Regions from separate parts of the Mus musculus genome. Here all the other regions are linked to region 1. A link is a contact called in public HiChIP or PLAC-seq data. All regions are on one chromosome and are shown on one strand. The core of a region is the stretch at or near the end of the contact, and the rest is flanking DNA. Distances in the headings are between cores, read along the strand shown. Region 1 overlaps Il15 (interleukin 15). Region 2 overlaps Inpp4b (inositol polyphosphate-4-phosphatase, type II). Region 3 has its middle 96 kb from the start of Zfp330.

The links. HiChIP or PLAC-seq counts read pairs in DNA pulled down with a chosen protein or histone mark.
Region 2: a contact with region 1 is called in a FOXA1 HiChIP or PLAC-seq map of pancreatic cancer cells. The contact joins two enhancer-like sites.
Region 3: an HNF4G HiChIP or PLAC-seq map of pancreatic cancer cells shows a contact between it and region 1. The contact joins two enhancer-like sites. A contact is called at or near these places in 1 of 39 promoter capture datasets (liver), 5 of 15 datasets of contacts at CTCF or cohesin (embryonic stem cells, large pre-B cells, liver and 2 more), 82 of 484 Hi-C or Micro-C datasets (the AML12 cell line, B cells, the Ba/F3 cell line and 48 more), 4 of 115 datasets of contacts at active chromatin or transcription factors (bone marrow-derived dendritic cells, fibro-adipogenic progenitors, kidney and 1 more) and 1 of 9 other capture datasets (liver).

Annotation. Positions count from the first base shown.
Region 1 is chr8:82,344,410-82,349,166 of GRCm38.p6, reverse strand. Il15 (interleukin 15) reads left to right here. Exons shown (of 8, transcript NM_001254747.1): 3 at 3,469-3,567; 4 at 4,695-4,757. The coding sequence starts at 3,556. Among named protein-coding and RNA genes, the nearest start is that of Il15, 56 kb to the left of the region's middle. Within about 2 kb of position 2,491, at least 10 of the 459 cell types and tissues checked have an H3K27ac peak or open chromatin away from gene starts, as enhancers often do. A contact at or near this core is called in pancreatic cancer cells, where this site is marked.
Region 2 is chr8:81,847,854-81,852,610 of GRCm38.p6, reverse strand. The region is part of intron 7 of Inpp4b (inositol polyphosphate-4-phosphatase, type II); the gene reads right to left. Among named protein-coding and RNA genes, the nearest start is that of Gm25267, 300 kb to the left of the region's middle. Within about 2 kb of position 2,375, at least 13 of the 459 cell types and tissues checked have an H3K27ac peak or open chromatin away from gene starts, as enhancers often do. A contact at or near this core is called in pancreatic cancer cells, where this site is marked.
Region 3 is chr8:82,675,291-82,680,047 of GRCm38.p6, reverse strand. No RefSeq gene overlaps it. Among named protein-coding and RNA genes, the nearest start is that of Zfp330, 96 kb to the left of the region's middle. Within about 2 kb of position 2,102, at least 5 of the 459 cell types and tissues checked have an H3K27ac peak or open chromatin away from gene starts, as enhancers often do. A contact at or near this core is called in pancreatic cancer cells, where this site is marked.

The DNA of each region.
Region 1 (4,757 bases), core at 1,242-3,741:
TTCTACAACTGTATCTCTTGACTTCCACCAGTGACTCTTCAGAGAGTGGCATCATTCAAGGAGTCTCACGGTGCAGTGGTTTCCCGCAATAACCTCTTTGCTTCTGTGCAAAGTTTATTCCCTCATATGGCCACTTGACTCCAAAGCGTCCTCTATTTTGGAAACATGTATTGATATTGCTTATTATTCTTGTGCCATGATAAAGTTGCTTCTCCCTCTGCCTATGAAATTTTATTGCATGCTTATTCAGACGTAATTTGTATATTGTATGCAGTTTATTGTTTTCTTCATAACAAATTTAATCCACTGTGAGAGTGATTATACCTGAGAAGAGGGAGGAAAATGGTAGAAGACCAGATGAGGCAGAGGGCTGGGAGACAGGTCTTTCCTCTGAGATGCTTGGGAACATGCCTAGGTAGTAGCACACAGGGAATACGGTCCATGGGCCTAAATTTCTGCAGTGTTTGGGATCTAGCGTCATCTGATTTCTGTACAGAACAGAACTGATGGAATGACTCACTATTACAAAGGAGAGTTACCAGCTTGGCTTACACAGTTAGGAGTAGGGAGTTCAATGGACCCTGCACACTGAGAGGTAACTGCTCAGACCGACATGCCTCTGAAGTGCTGATCTAATAATCAAGGCCTGGAGTGTTCCTTTTGAGTCCATTTTGGAAAACTGAAGAAGCCGCATCCAATGTCATTGAAGGATGACAGCAGCAATGGCAACAGTAGAGTAGATGTGTTCACCAGCAGGGGGAGAAGGGAAGCAGGCAAAAAGCAGCTTTCCCTCAGGCCACCCCAAGGATATATGCTGGTCTACCTTCCCCACTTCTTAAAGGAAACAACCACCCAGATCCTTCCATAGGCATTTTTCTTAACTGATTGCAGGTTAATCAAGTTGATAACCAAGAGTGAACTGCACAGATCTCTAAGAAAGAGGATTCCATGTTAATATTGAAATTATGTGTGCAGGCCTGCATATCTTTATAGAGATGACATATAAAAAATATTAAACATCTTAACTGATCATTTGTTGTTATCTTGTGAAAAACTGTAAGATTTAACATCCCTGAAGCTGGACACCTCTAAAGGAAAGAGGCATATTTAATGCACAGTGTTGGACAACACCAAGTGACCTCATTAATGTGTCACTTGGTCGCAGTGCCGTTGGGGTATATGTGGCTTCCCCATGGTGAAGGTACACACAAGAAGGAGAGAGCACATGGTGAGAGAGTAATGTGGGTTGGCATTCTTATAACAGCTCGTTCTGATGGGAACTGGATGAGATTCCTGTAGAGTTCCACTAACGCCTTCCAAGGGCAGCTCTAAGACTGCCAATGACTGAAAAACTGCCACTATGAGTTACAAGACAAGTAAAGTTTAAATGAAGCTGGAGTAAGGGACACATAGAAGCCAGATGTCATCAGCAAAGCAAATATTTGCTTGCCAGAAGATCTGTTTTCTCAGTTGGTAAGTAGGAGGCACCAGCCACCTATTTTGATGACAAAGCTGAACTGAGATGCAGCCCCATTCATCATCTGCCGCCATTTTCAAGCTATCGTGGACATTGATGTAATTACAAGAAAAACCATAAGACTTTCCAAGTATGTGCTACTTATTACCTGGCCCTTGGTAGAAAATTACTTTAATTTGTACAGTAATGATAACTGTTATCTCCTACTTTTCTGCCATAAATGAACGCTTGGGTGGACATAGTCTTGCTCAGGTGCTTTCTCCCCAACTTCACACTATTTCAGTTCTCATTCATGGTTAACATCTGACCATATCTCAAGGTAGGGCTAAAATAACACTTTGCTATAAAGACCTGCAATGTAGGGAACGAATAGGGCATGCTTCACATTCCACTGGCCTTAATACTTCCAAGCTCCCTGCTCCCTTCTGGTCTGTGCTCACTTGTCATACGCAGATTTTAATCCATTTCTCTGCCTTTTCCAGGTAATCTGTCACTTGTGGGTTGCCATGCCTGGAGCATACACAGACATAACACAGAGATAACATAATAGGCTCTTGTTACCAGTGAACTGGAAAGCCATGGTCCTTAGCAAAAAGACTACAGTCAGAGCACTTTTCCAGACAAAGAACACACGTTGTCCTGAGGAGAAGTTAATCAAGCTTTACTGAAATGAAAGCAAGGCAGTTAAGAACAGACCTCACAAAAGTCATTGCGGGCTGAGTGGGAAACCCTGGCTGACTCTCAAGTCTTTGCTGCGTTTACTTTCCATTGTGGGCTCAGGGGACTTAGGCTTTAGGGGCAAACGTCAGCCCTAGGTGTAAACCAGCCTCTCTGTTTAATAAATGAACCACTGCTGGAGGGGGAAGTCTAATGCCAGTGTCACAGGGAACGGGAACGTGGGGTGAAGACTTCATGGAAGCATTGTACTAGCCACACAGTCTAGTGTACTGTTTCATACCCTGGTAAATGTTAGGTTTATTTTCTCTTAAGAATGATGTAATATACACTGTAGAGTGTAAACAAGATAGCAAGATGACTCAGTAGGTAACAGTCCTTGCTGCCCAGTTTCATGGCCTAAGTTTGTTCCTAGATCCCCAAGTGGTGAAAGGAGAGCAGCAACTCTCACAATTTGTTCTTTGACCTCCACACATGTACCATGGCACGTGTATGAGCATACACACACACACACACACACACACACACACACACACACACACACACACAGAGACACACACACATAGTAAATGTAAAAAAATAAGAGTTATACATTGCACATAATTTATAGCAAATATTTTAATATTAGGAAGCATCTGAAATGTGTAAAATATTGAGATAATTGATTGTGATAAATTATATCAGTGAAGCAACAGACCTTGATATTTTCATTGGTAAGGTTTACTAATGCGTAACATTTTTGACAGCAAGACTATCCATATTTGAGATATTTTGAGCCTAAATATTTTAATGAAATGGAGTTTGATGGGAGTGTTTAAACTTCACATGTTCCCCTGTTTTGGTTTAGAAAAAAATATAATTTTGTTATATAGAAAATTCACAAATGGTGTTCTCATTAAACTTTATTTTAAAGAACATACCTAAGACATCTATGTGAAGTCTGTAGATGAGGCTGTTGTTGTAAATTCGACTATCAGCTGGTGGTTATGTGAATCTTTGTATTTGATTGCTCTTATTCAAATTGAGATGGCCTTGAAACCTGTCAGATCTGGGACACTGTGTGAAATAATGTCTTTGTTCTTTTATTCAGACAAACTAAAATGGTTTTAGTCCGGGCAGTCATGGGATTTCTGTGACGCCAGATCAGATTTTCCAAATGATGCTCTCAGGAGGGCTAAATCTGATGCGTGTGTTAAGGAACACAAAGCCTACCCTATGGAAAGCAGATGTGGCATAAGCACCAGGCGTTTCTCTATCTGCTTCTGGCTTACTCGCTTGTGTTTTGATAGTCATCCTTCATCCTGGTTCTGTTGCAGGAAGAGTTCTGGATGGATGGCAGCTGGAAGCCCATCGCCATAGCCAGCTCATCTTCAACATTGAAGCTCTTACCTGGGCATTAAGTAATGAAAATTTTGGTAAGGAAAAAAGCAGACAAAAATAGCATATGGCTTTTCTTATAAGGTCACCTTAATCTCAGTTCTACTTTATAATAAGTCGCATGATTATTCTCTAAACATCTCTGGCTGCGACAGACATCTGTTTCTCCAAGATTTATCTTGATTTTAAGAATAAGTAGCATGGGCTTTGGAAAACAAGACTAACAGTATGCCTGTATTCTTTGTGCCATTGTTAAGGTGTTATTACACTTCACTCAGTCTCTTTTGTTCTCTAAATGTCTATTCACTTCGCACATTGTGTCTCTGAGGGCAAGGTCTGGTGTTAGGCATCTTTCAGCAGAGTCTACACAGAGTACAGACTCCTGGTGTTTGAGGTGTTGACTGGCGCTGCTCTCTGTAACTATAAAATCTCTGACAGCACTGACAAGGCAGGTCAGAGAATTAAAACTGTGTCTATCTCAGACAAATAAGGTCCTAAATAACCAAATTAAGTTTTCATGTAGGAGCTGTTAGAATGAAAAAGGATATACTTCTTTTTGAGACAGGATTTCATAACTATGTAGCGTTGGGTGGCCTGGAACTCACCAGGGTAGTCCTGAGCTTACAGAATCCCTTGTTCCTGTCTCTCTCATCCTAGGTCCGACGACATCAATCCTAGCCCTGGCCCAAATACTTTTATTGGTTTAAATTTTATCCAGTTTTTCTCTGTGTGATAATATGTATTTTAATTTCCATATACTTGTATGAAATGAATGTAAAACTAGTGTGCTTGCTATTGTGTGACATTACTAATCTATGCTGTTTATAATGTGTAGTCTATTAATAAAGACAGAAGGGCAAGAGGAAGAGGATAATGACAGAAAAAGCTCAGTAGTCCCAAGAGTATACATGTCAGTAATTAAGAATGTCAGTTTATCATTGACCTTCAATTGGAGAAATGGCTACTGGAGATATTGTACATACAGAGAGCTGGATATTAGAATAAAACAAAACAGAAGAGCCACTGAAATTTCACTGTTTCCATAAAGAGTATTGATTGTGAAATGACACCTTTACAATTTTGAACCTAAAATACAATAAAATTCAGTCTTCCATGTTTTTAACTAGAGATGTTTTACCATTTTGTCTACATTTATGTTTTCCAGAAACCATATATGAGGAATACATCCATCTCGTGCTACTTGTGTTTCCTTCTAAACAGTCACTTT
Region 2 (4,757 bases), core at 1,126-3,625, 500 kb after region 1:
TATAGTGATACAGAGTAATGTTTGTTTATATATATGTATATTTCTATGTATAATATTCATGATTTGTTATTACACCAAACAAGAGAATATATCTAAAACAGATAATAAATTTCACAAGGCCACTAACTTTCTAAGCTTGTTTTACTTACATTTTGAAATTGTGCAGATCTGGTCTGGATGACTTTAGAATAAAGCAAAGTATATATGGCATGATATTATGGTAGTCTTATTAGCCATAAAGTTACAATTTCCATATGTATTTATTATTATGTATTATATATAATATATGGGCAAATACATGAATACAGTATATAATTGGGTGTGCCTCTGTGTGTGTTTGCTGAGCTTATTTTTTATTTTTGTTGCTTCTGTGCATATGGTTTTAGGGTTGACCACTTTGCACTGGACCTCCAATTAGGAAAGTCATCCTTATAAAAGGCTAATTCTCTAGCAGGAACAGTCATTAGTTGGCTGTAGTTCTCTGTCTAGGGGTGATAGCCTACAAGATTTCATATTAGCAAGATTGCTGATCTGTCGTTGTTCAAATCTTCTCCAGGAAACATTTTTAAGACAGGCAGCTACAGAACAGAATTGGTGGTCCTCCGGCTCTTAACAGTCTTTCTGCTCCCTCCTCCATGATGTCTCCTGGGGTTCTATTTTATTCTAAAAATAGTATATTATGGTTTTACATTGTAACACCAAACAGGATAACTGCCAGTACACTTACATTCTATTTTTCTTATATTGTTATTTGTGTTTGTTTCACCTCAATATAAGTCAACATAGAATTTATCCAATCCCCAACTCCAAATTAGAGAACAAAACATCCACCGATGTAAACACTCACTGGAGACATTGGAAGAGAATGAATTAGAGCAAAATCAATTTTCTCTCTTTCTAAGTTCTGAATACCCACAGAGAGGGGGAAAACGGTACACAATGCACAACAATAAGGATGCAGAGCATCATTTTGAGCATAAAGTCATCAACACACCATTAGTAGCTCAGTGAGGAAAGCAGACAGTGCATTATTGACACTTAAATGGGGCTTAAGATATTGTACCCATGGGTCTGGTGCCTTAGATACGTCTTCTGCCCAACTAAAATTCTATGGAAAGATAGAGTATTTGAAGGTGAGGAAAAAGAAGAGGCATAGAGGAGATAAAAGAGAAGAAGGAGGAGAGGTAAGAAGGGGGAGGAGAGAGAGAAAACCTGGACAAAGAAGAAGGGGAGAAGTGGGTAGGACAGGAAAGAAGAGGAAGAAGAAAGGATTATTATTATTTAGTTGAAAAATATTTGCAGTACAAAAAGAACAATATATATGCATAAGAAAAAGTTTGTTTCAGAAGTAAATCTAAATAAGATTTTAAAAATTAAGATGTAAAGGATATGAAGTCTTATGCAGTTACTGCTGTTGAGAAGATATTTCCTATGATTCCAATTTGCTCAGATTTGTTTTAGGATATGTAAGGTATTTACAAGAAGTTCCAAATCATTGGAAAAACTGCCTGTAATCAGGGGGAAGAGCTGCAGAAGTCCATAAGAATGATGTGTCCTGTACACAGCCACAATAGATAGCATCCAGGAAGCCATATTAGACCAGGTTAGAACATAAAAGTACCTTTTAGTCTCTATAATTATCTTGGAAGGTTATTGCCTCCATCTGTTAACCTGGGCTTAGTCTTGCAAGCTTCTAGCCTCAGTACAATCTAAACTAGGCCTCTGAGATTTGCTGCTGAATAAGCTTACCATTTCTTGTTCTTTCTGAGCTCAGGCTGGCTGGCTCAACTCAGGTGTTCCGGCTCAAACTCCTCTCCACACTTACTGATTTAATCTGGCTTCTCTCAGCCTCTGAATTTCTCTATTTGCACTCAAAACTAACTCTGGCAATCTTTTCTAATCTTCTGACTTCTTCTCATTCTCTTGCTCATTCCATCTTTAACTGTGTCTAACTTGTTCTATCTTTAATCCATCTCTGTATAACTCTCCTGGTAAAACTGCCTCCTTTTCCCTCTCTGTGCTGCTCTACTCTCCCTCTCAACTCTACTGTACAGCCTCCACAAATTCTACTGTATCCCTAGACTATATTCTCTTCTTCCTCTACCCTCTGTCTTTTCCATAAATTTCTTCCCTTCCTTTTCTCTTCTTCTGAAAGTTGGGAATATCCTGTTTTGTCAAATCTTTCTCTGATTCATCACTTTGTCTGCCACGCCATTAGACAACATTTTCAAACATGAGTGCTCCTTTCTACAAACTTTACATTCATTGTTTGAAATTAGAGATAAGTACAAAGGGCATGTCTGTATGCTAGCCAGAGGGGTTAAAGCTGTGAGCTAATGGCTGTGCCACACCCTAACTAGAAACAGGTCCAAATATCCAATATCCTGTAACACTGGAATTCTAGTCTCTTGATTCTCTGCCAAGCATCTTTTCATCCACAGTATGTTGTGCCAAGTTTCCAGCACAGATGGCAATTCCTGTCCTGATAGATATTTTGTTTGCACACCTCATAACTCTGACCTTCCTTTCCTGCTCACGACAATACAACACTCACAAGTATCAGCCTGGGGAAGATGATCATTAAAACACACAGCATATCATTTCAATCACTCATTTTGCTGGAGAGTAATAACCAGAGTATAAGAAGAGGTTATCAATGGTTATTCCTGAAGTCTCATCACAGGGAATGTGAGACCAAAAGTTTATTCTTCAGTGCATTGTAGGGACTTGGACAGCTCATCAGACTTGAAACCACATGCCCTATGTCCACAATGGCTCCACTGTTCACTACTAAGGAAGTCAACCTAGGTACCACAACTGCCACACCTCCATCAGGAAGCTCATCTCACAAAGTCTTCACTCAATGGATATTCCAAGTGCCACACAGAGCTGTTTCTCTCAAAGAGGTTATCTACTATTTTAATAGCTTAAAATGTGACTACACCAAGTAAAGGGATCCATAAAATTTCAATGTCCACCAGGTTTAGAAGACTTACCATGAAGAAATGGAGCACGGACTGTAACTTTTATATTGAACATATTTTAAGAATATATTACTTATAGTGAGTTAAAGAAAAATATAAATAATTTAGTCTGTTTCTTTGAACTGTTTAAAATATGGCTATTGGACATTTTTAAATGACGTATGTGGCAAATCTTATATGTTACTCATTTCATTTTGACTAGACACTGGTCTATTGCAGATTAAATGAGCTTATAAGTGATACTTTGACCTATTCTTACAAAGTCATATACAGGATTGTTAGTATAAATTTTGAAGGCCTTTGAAAAGCAAAAGTTGATATGCAACTGTTGTGATATATACACATGTATGTGTATACATATATGATATACACAAACATATATATATGCATACATAATTACAGAATAAGACAATTTTATAGCCTGGGCATTTTGTCTTCACTGTCAACCATAAGAAATATGTTTGCTTGATGTCCCATTCCATTGTAAGAACTGTTAATACTGAAAACAGCATTATAAAGAAAATAATGCATGCTAACTATTAAGAGTTTATGAATAACCTCAAAACTAAACAGTACTTTGTGCTAGGTTTTTGCTAATGAATTACATGTTTGTTATGAATACAGTCCAGAAGATTTAAGAACACAAATTGGTATCTATTTGACTAAGCCATTGGGAAAATGCTTGGATACATCCAGTAAATGTTGCCTAAGTGTGCTCAGAAATGAAAGGAACATAATAGTAGGAATTACACTGAAAGGTTTTAGCTCATGTTGGAATAAGTGTTCTTAGTATATAGTAAGGACAGAGTCACCATGTCTTCTTGACCAATAACTTAAATGCTTAGACAATTTTGTCAAAGAAATATTTTGAAGATTGGTGGGATATGTATTAAATATGTGTTAAATTTTCACTGTACAGAATAACATGACTCAGTCTGTCAGAAATTCAAGCTATGTTGACTCCTCCTTATTTAAGCCCATTCTTCCCGTGTGTGGGATTGGTTCAGCAGTTACACTAGGCAATTTTCTTGAGGGCTGATGTCATAAAACACACTAGATTTTCTATATTAGTACAGTCATTTCTAGAGTCTTCTGTTTTGTCTATAATTTGTTCTCTTATGGCTCTAGAAACAATGTAGACCAAAATGGATTCCTCTTTGGTATTAATAAAGAATCTTGATATAAAACTATAAATATTAGACTGACCAAAGTCAAGGAGTCATGTTTTGTCATAAATCCAGTGTCTAGGAGTGTGGAAAGATTACAGAAACCTAATACCCACATTTTCATTACTAGTAGTGTTTTTATTGTTGTTGTTTAAGGAGATACTTTTCCTGGAATCTCCTTTAAGGATTCAGTTCTTCTCAGAGACACATAAAATGCAGAATAATGAGCAGGAATTTGCAGGTAGTATGTTTTCTAAAACTGAAAGAGCATTGTGACCTAAAATTTGGCAACTTACTCTTCCAAGCAGGAAGATGAGGAATATGATAACCAATGTGGTCAGATTGCACAATACCCTATGAAAGGACGCAGAGAAATGGATGTTCGAAGTTATTTTTCTGTGCCTACATTACTGGGAACCATTTTCAAGATAATTAAAATAAAATAAATAAAATAAAAACCTAACCAATTACTTTAGGTCAGTTTGTCAATTTATTCAACAAATGTCTTCCTGACTGGTATAACAACCATGTTACAGAATCCCAACTAAGACATTTATTTGGGACCAGGAATTTTAGCTGTCTTTATCAAAGAATAGCAAACATAATA
Region 3 (4,757 bases), core at 853-3,352, 330 kb before region 1:
GATGGAAGCACAGTATAATTGTGAAATTCAAGGTCACAAACATTCTAGTTCTAAGTAGGTACAATTGATTTGTTGTTCTTAGCATCGTCTTTTGAGAAGTCTTCAGGAAAATACACATAATACCTGTAGGAAATTTCAAGTTTCTTGACTCTTACGAATGAGAAACTAGATCACAAGATGAGGGGTCTCTTCCTATATCATAGTCCACTAGCTCCCACTGTCTGTGTATACTGTCTCAGTTATATACCACTCTCAAGTGAAAAATAATAATATAACAAGCCTTTTTGGGTACCAGAATTTAAAGTTCATATAATTTTCATACCCGACAATGCCTTCTTCATTTGATTTCTTTATCTTTTCTTCCTTTTTTATTTTTCATACTAGGGCTGAATCTTGGGCTGCATGTATGCTAACTGTATCTCCCACTAAATGAGCTATACTCTAAACACCGGAGAGGTTTTAAAAATCATTTAAAAATTTAAAAATGATCTTTAGCTCATGGGACAATGCGGGCAAATGGTAGCTACCAACTCTTTGTAGACCTTTGTTGCAACCCTAGACCCAAACAATAGAAGACAACCTAAGGTTTCCCAGTTGTAAAAGGACACATTCTAGCACACAGAAGGCGTTTATGGTTTCAATTTTCCTTGACAATGTATATTTTCAGAAATATTGGAGTATGCCTACAACCTATCATGTTGAAAACTAGGTGTGTGTGTCACTCATGTGCTACACAGGAACCTGGCACCATTGGCATAAAGTAGTATTAGGTGCCCACTGGAATGCATAGCCTTGATGATCAGCAGATGTAGGTGGTTTGATTACATAGTCCAGTATTTCTCCCTGCAAGACACTTAATACGTAGGATAAATGTCTTGTTTAAATAGGTGAGTCTCTGGGTTGTTTGTATAGTTTAGGATGAGTAAAAGAGAATTCTCCAGAGGGAGTTACTGGGCTGCCTGCCAGTGTGGTTATATTGATTCAAGCCAACCATATTTATAATATGTGCTGATGAATAATGTCACATCTGTTATGCTTAAGCTATTTCTTTAGTCCCCAGAGCCCCATAGCATGGCATACACTGAGAGCTTAGTAAGTAATTGGTGAATTTACATAAACATAAGCCACTGTCCCTTGACCAATCTTTTATTAAGAATTTATTGATTTTTTTCTCATGTGTTTATTCTATGTGTGGGTGTAGCACTGTGCACTGGTGGAGGTCAGAGGACAACTTACAGGAGCTAGTTCCTTCTTCCCGTCACTTATGTTCTAAGGATCAAACTCTGGCAAGTGCCTTTACCCAGTGAGCCCTCTCTCTAGCCCCTTATGCAGAACTTTGGAGTTGAGAGGAAAGGTTCAAACATTGAACAATGATGTTTGGGCATAGTGCTACAGGTCAGGCCCTGTATTATCTGCATTCTTCTTTCCTGGAAGACAGCCTTCTTCATTTGCAAGTGATAAATTACCCACTTACAAGCCTTACAAGAGCTGATGGAAAGCACCAAAGCCCAGAGTCTGAAGTTTGGTCAGCTCAATGAGTACTACTTGAATCTAACCTTTAGATTAGAAGGGCACCATATTGAGATTGGTAGGGACCTGTTAACTGTAAGACTGTTGGTACATTTTGGTATGGTCTAGAGACAATTCTTCAGTGGTATCTGGGTTGGATTCTTGTCTGTGTGGATTTTCTTTTCATTTGTGTTCTAGCCTGTTTGGTTCTTTATACCTCTCTTACAGGTCAATAGGCAAAAGCATTTTGTTCTTTTATAATGCTGGAGCAAACCTGTATTTGATCATAAAACTAGAACATGTTCAACTTACTTGATTGTCAATAAAAGTCAAATGAAAGATCCATCTTCACTAAATCTGCTTATTCTTAGCAAATTGCACAAATCTTTTGTGATATAACATGTTCAGGCTTTGATAAGACACTTTACTATGTAATATGCATTTATTCAATTATGTGGGTGATTCTTTGTCTCTGTGAGGCTGAATCATTCCATAATGCACTGCAGCTTGCACTGAGCTTGGAGAGCAGCCATCTCTGCTATTATTAAACTCCATTTGCTTGCGTTCAGACAAGTGTGTGTATTGTGCAGCCCCACCCCTTCCTGGTGTCCTTGAGGTGAGCATGTTTCTTCTGCTATGCTTCTTTTCCCACCCACAGGAATCCCCGTGACCATCTGAGACTATGAGTCAAAATACATTCTTAGTTCTTTAGTTTGTTTTTCTCTAAGTTGGATGTTCTTGGGGCCCCGCAAGACTTCTTGGGAAGGCAGGGAGAACCATGGGCCAGATGATGGTTGTCAAGAGGCAGCACACAGCTCACCTCTGTTGCTTATACCCCAGGTGGGCCAGACTGGCAGGGGATTGATGGGGAGGAAAGTCTACACTGGATGTTCCTGAAAGTCTACACAGGCCTCCTGGGAAAAGCATCAAGAGCCATGGGCCGGAAGATGAAGGTCAAGGGATTGTAACTTTAATTTTTTCAAACTTTATTTTTAATGATGGTTCTTTATTTTTATTAGGTATTTTCCTCGTTTACATTTTCAATGCTATCCCAAAGGTCCCCCATCCCCACCCCCCCATCCCCTACCCACCCACTCCCCCTTTTTGGCCCTGGCGTTCCCCTGTACTGGGGCATATAAAGTTTGCAAGTCCAATGGGCCTCTTTTGCAGTGATGGCTGACTAGGCCATCTTTTGATACATATGCAGCTAGAGACAAGAGCTCCAGGGTACTGGTTAGTTCATATTGTTGTTCCACCTATAGGGTTGCAGTTCCCTTTAGCTCCTTGGGTAATTTCTCTAGCTCCTCCATTGGGGGCCGTGTGACCTGTCCAATAGCTGACTGTGATCATCCACTTCTGTGTTTGCTAGGCCCCGGCATAGTCTCACAAGAGAGAGCTATATCTGGGTCCTTTCAGCAAAATCTTGCTAGTGTATGCAATGGTGTCAGCATTTGGAAGCTGATTATGGGATGGATCCCTGGATATGGCAATCACTAGATGGTTCATCCTTTTGTCACAGCTCCAAATTTTGTCTCTGTAACTCTTTCCATGGGTGTTTTGTTCCCATTTCTAAGAAAGGGCAAAGTGTCCACACTTTGGTTTTCATTCATCTTGAATTTCATGCGTTTGGCAAGTTGTATCTTATATCTTGGGTATCCTAAGTTTTTGGACTAATATCCACTTATCAGTGAGTACATATTGTGCGGGTTCCTTTGTGATTGGGTTACCTCACTCAGGATGATACCCTCCAGGTCCATCCATTTGCCTAAGAATTTCATAAATTCATTTTTTTAATAGCTGAGTAGTATTCCATTGTGTAAATGTACCACATTTTCTGTATCCATTCCTCTGTTGAGGGGCATCTGGGTTCTTTTCAGCTTCTGGCTATTATAAACAAGGCTGCTATGAACATAGTGGAGCATGTGTTCTTCTTACCGGTTGGGACATCTTCTGGATGCCCAGGAGAGGTATTGCGGGATCCTCTGGTAGTACTATGTCCAATTTTCTGAGGAACCACCAGACTGATTTCCAGAGTGGTTGTACAAGCTTGCAATCCCACCAACAATGGAGGAGTGTTCCCCTTTCTCCTCATCCTCGCCAGCATCTGCTGTCACCTGAGTTTTTGATCTTAGCCATTCTGACTGGTGTGAGGTGGAATCTCAGGGTTGTTTTGATTTGCATTTCCCTGATGATTAAGGATGTTGAACATTTTTTCAGGTGCTTCTCTGCCATTCAGTATTCCTCAGGTGAGAATTCTTTGTTCAGCTCTGAGCCCCATTTTTAATGGGGTTATTTGATTTTCTGGAGTCCACCTTCTTGAGTTCTTTATATATATTGGGTATTAGTCCCTTATCTGATTTGGGATAGGTAAAGATCCTTTCCCAATCTGTTGGTGGCCTTTTTGTCTTATTGACGGTGTCTTTTGCTTTGCAGAAGCTTTGCAATTTTATGAGGTCCCATTTATCGATTCTTGATCTTACAGCACAAGCCATTGCTGTTCTATTCAGGAATTTTCCCCCTGTACCCATATCTTTGAGGCTTTTCCCTACTTTCTCCTCTATAAGTTTCAGTGTCTCTGGTTTTATGTGGAGTTCCTTAATCCACTTAGATTTGACCTTAGTACAAGGAGATAGAAATGGATCAATTCGCATTCATCTACATGATAACCGCCAGTTGTGCCAGCACCATTTGTTGAAAATGCTGTCCTTTTTCCACTGGATGGTTTTAGCTCCCTTGTCAAAGATCAAGTGACCATAGGTGTGTGGATTCATCTCTGGGTCTTCAATTCTGTTCCATTGGTCTACTTGTCTGTCACTATGATGGTTCTGAAATGCTTTAACCTCCCTTGTAGCCTACCACCCATCAGAGATAGTGGAAACAAAACGATACGGGGGAATTGGAGCTGCTTAGAAAGGTTCTTTGGAGTAATTCTCATCTGTGTTGTCTGGAAATCAGCAGTTCAGTTCATAGGTTAGCAGGAAGTGGCAGCTTGATCCACCTGAAAATAACTCATGGATACACTAGCAGTCCAGTTCAGTAGAGTTGGGATAGTGAACACCAATCAGCAGCAGTGACGTGACCTAGTAGAGACAGACAGGCCTCAACCTCAGCATGAATCAATGGGAGGAACCAGGGCCAATAAGAACACCAAGAGTTCTCAGCTGTGTCTCTCTCAGGGAAGTGAAGATCAGCGAAGACTCAAGACCAAGAAGCAATGAACAACTAGCTGTACCAGCAGGCCAACCACT